3 separate regions of the Sus scrofa genome follow, and all the other regions are linked to region 2. Evidence: chromatin contacts called from public HiChIP or PLAC-seq data. All regions are on one chromosome and are shown on one strand. Each heading gives the region's core, a stretch centred on a gene start, on an enhancer-like site or on the middle of the called end of the contact. The rest is flanking DNA. Distances are from core to core; before and after follow the strand shown. Region 1 overlaps MAML2 (mastermind-like protein 2). Region 2 overlaps MAML2 (mastermind-like protein 2). Region 3 overlaps MAML2 (mastermind-like protein 2).

The links. HiChIP or PLAC-seq counts read pairs in DNA pulled down with a chosen protein or histone mark.
Region 1: an H3K27ac HiChIP or PLAC-seq map of alveolar macrophages shows a contact between it and region 2. The contact joins two enhancer-like sites. A contact is called at or near these places in 3 of 47 Hi-C or Micro-C datasets (embryonic fibroblasts, heart right ventricle and skeletal muscle) and 1 of 2 datasets of contacts at active chromatin or transcription factors (alveolar macrophages).
Region 3: an H3K27ac HiChIP or PLAC-seq map of alveolar macrophages shows a contact between it and region 2. The contact joins two enhancer-like sites. A contact is called at or near these places in 2 of 47 Hi-C or Micro-C datasets (both in embryonic fibroblasts) and 2 of 2 datasets of contacts at active chromatin or transcription factors (alveolar macrophages and skeletal muscle).

What each region holds. Positions count from the first base shown.
Region 1 is chr9:28,238,560-28,241,456 of Sscrofa11.1, reverse strand. The region is part of intron 1 of MAML2 (mastermind-like protein 2); the gene reads left to right. Among named protein-coding and RNA genes, the nearest start is that of MAML2, 130 kb to the left of the region's middle. Within about 2 kb of position 1,411, at least 24 of the 83 cell types and tissues checked have an H3K27ac peak or open chromatin away from gene starts, as enhancers often do. A contact at or near this core is called in alveolar macrophages, where this site is marked.
Region 2 is chr9:28,078,874-28,081,793 of Sscrofa11.1, reverse strand. The region is part of intron 2 of MAML2 (mastermind-like protein 2); the gene reads left to right. Among named protein-coding and RNA genes, the nearest start is that of MTMR2, 110 kb to the right of the region's middle. Within about 2 kb of position 1,478, at least 33 of the 83 cell types and tissues checked have an H3K27ac peak or open chromatin away from gene starts, as enhancers often do. A contact at or near this core is called in alveolar macrophages, where this site is marked.
Region 3 is chr9:28,214,726-28,217,425 of Sscrofa11.1, reverse strand. All of the region lies in intron 1 of MAML2 (mastermind-like protein 2), which reads left to right. All of the region lies in intron 1 of LOC110262220 (a long non-coding RNA gene), which reads right to left. Among named protein-coding and RNA genes, the nearest start is that of MAML2, 160 kb to the left of the region's middle. Within about 2 kb of position 1,280, at least 14 of the 83 cell types and tissues checked have an H3K27ac peak or open chromatin away from gene starts, as enhancers often do. A contact at or near this core is called in alveolar macrophages, where this site is marked.

The sequences.
Region 1 (2,897 bases), core at 162-2,661, 160 kb before region 2:
TTATGTAGATATTCTGAGCATCAATAATCAGTCATATGAGGAGGAAATACCTGCACTACACATGCGCACACCCACTCCCACACACCCAAAATCTAACATTTTTTTTTTTTTTTAACAATTGTCTCTTTGTTGCAAGACCAGGAACGAAAATAATTAGAATTTGCTGCTGGGCCTCTGTGTCTACTTTAACCTGATCTATTTTGTCTAGCATTTCTTCGCAAAGCTCTCAAATGCATTGTTAGCCTATCTGATCCTGTTGTCTGGAGACCACAGAGTGCTTCACATCTTACCCGGGGAACGGATCACTGAGGAAGGGAGAGCATTCTTTACTGACTTTTCCTAGTTTAGACCCATTGAATTTTGTTTCAGCTGCCATTTTAAGGGCGAAGAAAAAGCACTGCATCTGTAAAGAGCTCTGTCACTTTTCTCCGTGTGATGACTAATGGTGGGGAACTTAAAACCTTATCCTTGGTATCTTTTGGAGTGCAGACAATTCAACACTCTCTTGGGATGAGTAAATATCAGCCTGTTCCCAGGAAGATTAACTAGTAAGATGATGGAGGAAAAACTGCTACTTTTTAGGGGGCTATCCATAAACTGCCATCTCTACTTAAGACAGACTCTGGTATGATTCATTTCCATGGTGCTGTAATTTCTAGAAAGAAAAGGTATTTTATACACTTTTCAGTGTAACAATAGTTGCTTTCCAAGATGTTAATTTTGGTTTCAAAGTTAATGTCTGTCAATGTAATACATTTACTGGCCTTTGAAAGACCATAAAATAGTGTAGAATTAGAAGACCCGGCTTCCATATACTTTAGGCAAATCCTCCATTGCTTTACCTGTTGTGGACGTAACCGCACTTATCCAGCTTCCCTCATAGCCTTACATTTAACGGGGAAAAATGAAGCATATTTAATGACTTTGACTTTGAAAGTTCTAGGGATCCCAGCTGGAAGCAAAGCATAAGCTTTGTGGACAGAGCAGAGAGCCCAAAATCTGAAATCTAGCTTTGCTACTTATCACCTGTCTGGGCACTCTCTGTATCTTGTTTCCTACACTCTCTGTATTTTGTTTAACTAATCTGTAAAATGACCCCCAAATAATCCCTACCACATAGGATACCTGCAAGGAGCAAAGAGACTACTACCCCTGATTATAACATAAGGCAACTGAGGGCCCAGTCAGTAGAGTCTTTCCCAAGTGCATCCATCCACACATATTCACCAAGTTGCCGCAAGCAGTGTGCACATTGCTTAAATTACCATGCTATCTCAACTCGGAGAAAGACTTTCTTTTTAACTGAGAGCCCTTTCTGCTTCTTTATTTCAGGAGGAACGGTCATATTGCTGACTCTCTCTGGTTTATGGGCTGATGACTCATGCATGAGTTATCTCAGCCTCTTGTTCCTTCTCTCTTCCTCTCTTCTGCCATCTCTATCATGGGACCATTTTCTTTCTGCTAGCACTTCTCAGGGAGGTTGTGAAAGAGTGGTGAGCGACAGTGAATTAACCCCTTGTTAGCAGCCCAGTCTTCAGAGGGAAGCCTCACCCACTGCTGCTGACTGATAAGATGATGACAATCTCTGCTTCAAACGTCTCCTCCACAACTTTGGCTTCCAAATTGCCTCTTGCCTCCTTCTGCTCTAATTGCCCCTTCCTTGTTGGAGCCTCTTCCCAAGGCTAAATCCTTAAATGTTAGTGTTCCCTGGGGATCTCCCCTTGGACTTTTTATTCTGCTTGCTCTCTTGGCTGATCACACAGCGCACGTGTGCCTGTGTTGCCACCTATCTGATACTGACTCTGAAATCCATTATCTTTCACATGGAATCTCTTTCTTAACCTCCAGGTCCAGATGTACCTTGGCCATCACTGCCTTTGTCCCACAGGCACATTGAACATGTTATGTCCAAAAATGAACTTGTTTGCCCCTCCATTCACACACACACACATACACACTTCCAGGTTAGAACTCCAAACTCTTTCTACTCTCTCCACTAAGTGCCCTATGAACCACTGGGTTCCATGCATGATAAACTTACAACTTTTTCCCACGTGTTTGTCATACAAGAGATGTGTGATTTCTTCCTCAAAGGCCCTGTCCATGCTTCTCATCTTCCCTTTTTCTTACAATTTCCCTCTTAGATCTCAGCAAGTTAGCCTTTAAGAAAGACAAAGTATTTTTAGATCCCTCTTGTGAGTAATTATTTATTCCATCTTCTGTGCATTCATAGCCTTTATTCATAACTTTGTTATGATATCTTTTTGTTTATCTTTCACAAGTACAACTTTAAATTGGATGATAATATTCTTTTAAAATCTCAAAGACCCTGTCACATTGGACAGTGCCTTACAAGGAATTCAATAAAGAAGTATTTGAATGCACTTAAGACTGTTATTAAGACGCAGGGAGCATTGTTTATCATTCTATTTCCATGGTGAAATATTTGATGGTTGATTATCATTTATTAAATAATTCACTTTGCACTCCACACACAAATTACAGAAAGAGGCTTCACAGGTGGTTTTAGTATCACATCAAGATATCAAGAGTTTAGAGTTAAGATTTCAGAATATTTCTGTACCCTTATGGTTTTCAACAAGTTTGAGATCTCTCTAAAGTTTAACTTTAATTTACCTAAATTGTTTAAAAAAGTAATCATTATGCTTAAGCCAGTCTGACCCTCTAATTTCTGATTATTAGATCCAAAGATGAGGAATCTGAATGTAAAGATGTTCTAATAAATGGGCAGAATGAAGTCAGTGTAACATGTGGTTTGAGGAAGCAGTGCATATATGAATCATAGGAAAAGAAGAGACAAAAGAATTTCAAAACAATGAAGCCAGGAGTTCCTGTCTTGACTCAGCAGTAACGAACTTGACTAGTATCCATGAGGA
Region 2 (2,920 bases), core at 229-2,728:
GGAACAGTATACCTTAATGAAGAGAAAGATTGCTAATTTAAGTCAATAGTATTTCCCAAGCCCCAGGTAAAGTGCCCAATGTCCCTGATTTATTGTTTGCAGTCCAAATGTTTCCATTTATTTTCTTCCTAATCTGAATATAGATACCCCTTCCTGTTCTTGCACAGTGCTAGATCCCCTGGACTTTTCACCTAGTTTTCCAATCATAAGAACAAACGTGAAATAAGTGCTCACCTTCAGAAAAAGGATAACTTTGCAATAATGCATTTGGGAGTGCCCGAAATTAAAGCCAGAGATAATATAAGAGAAAAGGAAAAGAGAGAGAGAGATGAAATAGTGTTATGTAAGAATAAAAGGTGGTATATCAAATTAAAACCACATATAAGACATAAATATAAGCTAAACAGCTAATTCTTCCTCCAAGGGACCGTGAAAAGATCAGTCTCTACCTAACACCCCCTCGTGGCCCACACCATCCCCTCATTAGATGAGTCCATGGTAAAGCAGACACTCAATCCAACCTCTCTTAGAAATTGTAAATTACAGTCCCTTTCTGTGGAACTCCTGTTGATGCTGGCTTCCAGCCTGGGCTCCTCCTCTGATTATCTGAGCCAGTTGTTTCACCTTTTAGGGACTCAGTGTCCTCTTTTATTAAATATTACTTAGTGAATTTTACTGTCCGAGTGAGCTCTTTTTAAAATTGAGATGCAAATTAGTACTATATCCAGAAACAGCAGCCCCTCAAAATATCCCCATCTAGAGCTATAACTTCGAATCAGGACAAGTCAGAGTCCAGGAAAAGTGGAAAAAGCTCCTAGGAAGTAAGACATTTCCGAACTTCAGTCTGCATCTGGCTGGAAGCCCTCTGTGGAGTTTTCAAGGAGAGACCCCTACATGGCTCTAAGATGGTTCTTTTTTCTCCCTCCTAATAGAGCATAAAGCAGTAAAAGCGATGCCATACCTCTCTCACATGAAGCGCTCTCAATACGAGGGCGCCCACGTGGTCGGCTTCAGGTCTGAGCCACAGATCCACATATATGGCTAAAGGGAGGGAAGGAGCAGACAAAATACCAAAGCGATGAAGAGAGAAAGAAAAGATGTTCTGCGAACATCTTCATTGTTTGCCCACATGACTGCCTGGTATGTTAATGTCTCGCATCAGCCTCTGCTAATGAGGATGCTGCCCTTACTTCCCTTGCAGTTTATAAATGGAGTGGCATTATGTAATCACCCTAATGAGGTAATAGAAACATAAGTACACAGGAAAATTTGATAGGGTTTCTCCTAATTCGCCCTCTGCTGTGTCGGTCACCCCCCATCCCATTAACCCTCCCTCTCCCCTCCGCCCTCCCCCCCTCCAACTGGCTGAATCTCTGGTCCCAGAGGACATATTGTTGGCTATTATTTATAAGAAGTCTCTCTCCTCTTGGCAGGATATAGAACAGCTGCTGGTCTATTCTCTGCCACAGAGACCAACTTCCCTCTTTTGCCCTGGATGATTGGAAGAAAGTCGGGGAGAAAAGCAATTTATAGTTGTGTTACAGCACCTCTATTTTCTTTTATGTTTATTTATATTGCTTCCATTTCTGCCTGGGATTTCTGAGATAATCAGGATCACTCTGCTACAGAATTCTCATTTGGGGAGGCTCTGGTGGCAGTTGATGGCATTTTTCTTCATTGAGTCAGACATTTTAGAACTCTGGGCTAGAGGAAACTGAGCATTTCTACTGCGAGAGTTTGAGAATCAATGTGGTGGGGTTTTGTTCTTGTTTTTGTTTTTTTCTGAGAAACTGATGGCTGTGTTTGATGTTACATGAACCATAAATGACTCTGAATTCCTCAAGGGAAGGCACCTTGTCTTTGTCAACTTGCCGCCCACGGGGTATAGCACAGTACCTGCTTGGTAAATGTTTGCTGAATGAACTGAGTGGGGTTCGGGTTTGTCCGTCCTTTGATGTCCACGTCTCCGACAGACCAGCCCCTAAGCCTCAGCCCGGACTTCCAGGCCAGACAAGCCCATGACCCAACGTGGGCCTTTTCCTGAGATCTTTTGTCCCGCATTATTTTTGGCTCTGGGACTCATCCTGGTCAAAGAAGCACAAGAGCTCAAGATTTCAAAATCTAGGCTAGGTCCTGAATCTTCAGAGAGACCTGAGCCTCTCTGGAAGTGGAATACAGGGAGAATTTCTTTGTTCTTTTAGGAGTCGAAGGAAATCCCAGAGTAGGAAACTGGCCTGGGTCCCGAGATCCAGACAGGCCAGACGCGGACAGTCCTTGGTGAACAGAAAGGAGTCACGGTCCAGCATTATGGGTTTTCCTCCTGACCAAAGGTTTGGGACTGAGCTGGGTTGGCTGCTGGTCAAGGCCATGTTTAGGGAAGTCTGGAGAAGCAGAGTGGAGTAGTTAAATCCACTCTGGTGAACAGAAAAGTATCACAGTCCAGCATTATGGTTTCTCCTCCTGACCAAAGGTTTAGGACTGAGCTGGGTTGGCTGCCGGTCAAGGCCATGTTTAGGGAAGTCTGGAGAAGCAGAGTGGAGTAGTTAAATCTGAGGTGATGGGGTGTGTCCAAGGGGAGATTGACTTCTGATTCCCTTATTTATCTCTACGTGGAAACAGCTTAGTCAGTATTAATAATAGCAAGCTTCCTCTGCAGACCAGTCAGCCCCCTTCCTGGAGGAGACTAGGAAAGCTGGAAATTGCTACGTGGCAGGTGCTCTTGGTAAGGGTTTGTGAGGCACCTTTAGATTTCCCAGCCTGTGTTCCTAAGTGTGTCAGAAGCATCCCGAAGGACCTGAAGGATCTCTTTATTGCCTCTGCTACCCCGCAGCCCACCCAGTGCGTACCTAACGAATGTTCCTGACAGACATACGGAGATTATGATTAAAAAGGATATACTAGGTGCTAAAGCCACTGAGGT
Region 3 (2,700 bases), core at 31-2,530, 140 kb before region 2:
CAACAAAGACGCTTATAATCCTGTCTACAACAAACAAGGTCATACTCGATCTGGAGTTGTAATCGCCTACACTGTGCATCTAGAGAATGGATGTGATGAAACATGACATGAATTAGGAAATCTGTCACGAGAAAAACGTATGCTGTCACAAATTAACCAGTTTTGCCACGATTTCAAGGCCGTGGATTTTCAATTACCTGAAATTAGTCATAGTGGTAGGAGACCACTTTTCTTTCTAGTCTAGCCCACAACGGCATTAAAGCCTGTTTCAGATACTTCAAATGGAGAATTTACAACATCCATTTAATATTATTTCTATAAGCTTACAGTCCCCTAAGAGTAACTCTTAGTAATCAGAAACACTAAGATCAAATATAAGGATTTACCAAGTAGTAAATTAAGAAGTGCAAAACTTGTGCTATACAAATCGTCCACTAGTTTAAAAATAAATACATTTCAATAAGAAATCTAGATTAGGCCCTATTGGCTTTAATTGTACAATGGAAATCCATTTATATGCATTACCAGACTCTCATCGAATCATACCTCAGGGCACCCGTAGGGAAATCACCTTTTCTATTAAACTAGATGTGTCAGGAGAGAAATGGGTGTAGAGGTGGTTGTTTCCATGCGTGGAACCAGATGTAGGAAAAATATCTAGTCCCTAGCACCGAACTGGAATCTTCTCTTGGCTAATATGATGTGACTGAATTCCAGGAATGTTAGTTCCATTAAAAGAGGAATGGCTCTTTGGGCATTTGAAATCTTCTGCTTCTTTGTTTGTAGGATCCTTTGTTTTAAATGAACTAATGCGCAGCACTTTTGATGCAGCTCCGATTAGCCCTGTAGAATGCTGCCTCATAACTTTTTCCTGTGACACTTCCTTTCAGTGATGCTTCACATGGGCTTTTTTCCCCTCTGCCCACACTCTGTGTTCACCACCAAATTTCCACTGTCAGTTCTTGCCCACACACAATTTCACTCGCATGTATACTCCTTGAATCTAAGAGCAGCTCAAACTGCCGCTCACATATTCATTACACATTATGGAGAAAAGCTGACTTCCTCAAAAAGGGCATAAAGTTCACGGAAGGGACTTGCTATCTTCTAGGGCATTTTCCTCTATGGGGTCTCCTTGGTCCTGTTTCTTGCACTTGCCGCAAGTACATCTGTTCTCTTTTTGCTGATGGGACCCCCTCCCCCCCAAGCCATTTTCCCCTGTTGACTGGTTTTCCCATCAGAAGTTCTTAATTATGAGTCAATAAAATGATACTCTACAGTCACACCCCCAGGGAAGGGAAGGATTGCCCAAGTCTCTAGATTATTCAGGAAAGGAAGGAGGCAGGGGAGAGATTTGTTTGCTTTCTATTTTCTCTTCAAGCAAAAGTACATTTTAAAAGCTGAATTAGAAGGGTAATGGGAACTGCTTAAATCAGACTCTCATATCTGTGTTTAAAAGCTCCCGACTCAGGAAAGCTTGAGAAAAAAAGAAAAGTAAGGTTTCAAACATGTGCTTGTTTCTAAGCACAAACTTGGCAACTTCTCACATTGCTTTCACTAAACCTAAGAGTTCTCAGACAAGTGAGGTCTGTGTTCATCACTTTCCAGCAAAGATGAAATAGCAGGGTGCTATAGCGATGACTCTGGTTACTAGGACTTCACTGCCAAGTCAGAAACTCGGAGGGATAACTCCATTTAACCAGAGGCCAAGGGTACCTTGGCCACATGAATGCCAGGCCAAATGCCAGCCGAATTAATCAGTATGCCCAGTGCAGGAGTCAGGAGCAAAGCCTCTTCTGGAGAGCTCAGTCCATGGACCGGTGTGAAAAGCAGCGGAGCAGAGAGGACAGTCCTAAGTGGCCCAATCCCAGACGTGACGCGGACACTTAAAAATTCCTAGTTCCTTTGTCTAAATGATACCAGAAGTTCAAGCATTTACTTCCAAGGCACCAAGGGACAGTAATCACTTGCGATTTCTTAAGTGAAGCTAAGTTAATACCCTCACTCTTTCATTCAATCATTCATCCATTTAAAATGAAGATATTTCTAGGACACCTAGTAAGTGTCAGGAAAATCCCAAAGCATTTCTTTTAGCTTAGGTAATGGGTTAAGTTAAAGTTCTGAATTGAAAGTTCCCATTGTGGCTCAGTGGATTATGAACTTGACTGGTATCCATGAGGATGCAGGTTTGATCTTTGGCCTCGCTCAGTGGGTTAAGGATCTGGCGTTGCTGTGAGCTGTGGTGTAGGTCACAGACATGGCTCAGATCTGGCATTGCCATGGCTGAGGCATAGGCTGGCAGCTGCAGCCCCGATTCAGCTCCTAGCCTGGAAACTTCCATATGCCACAGGTGTGGCCCTAAGAAGCAAAAATAAATAAATAAATAAAAATTCTGAATCACTGTCACTTTGTTGTACAGCAGCAATTATCACAACTTTGTAAATCAATTATATTTCAATAAAACTTTTAAAAATGAAAAAAGTAAAAACAAAAAATTAGAGTTCTGAGAAAAATAGGAACCCAGAATCTATATTTGAACAGTAATAACTAAAATAACAGTGGCTTTTTAAATTAACCACCTACTATGCACCACACTTGGTATATCTTGTTTCTCTATCACACTGTACTTCTAAGGAAGGTATGGAAAGGCAGGCAAAGGGGTGCTCAGGAGCAGCTTGATTCACAGAGATGAGAAAAGCC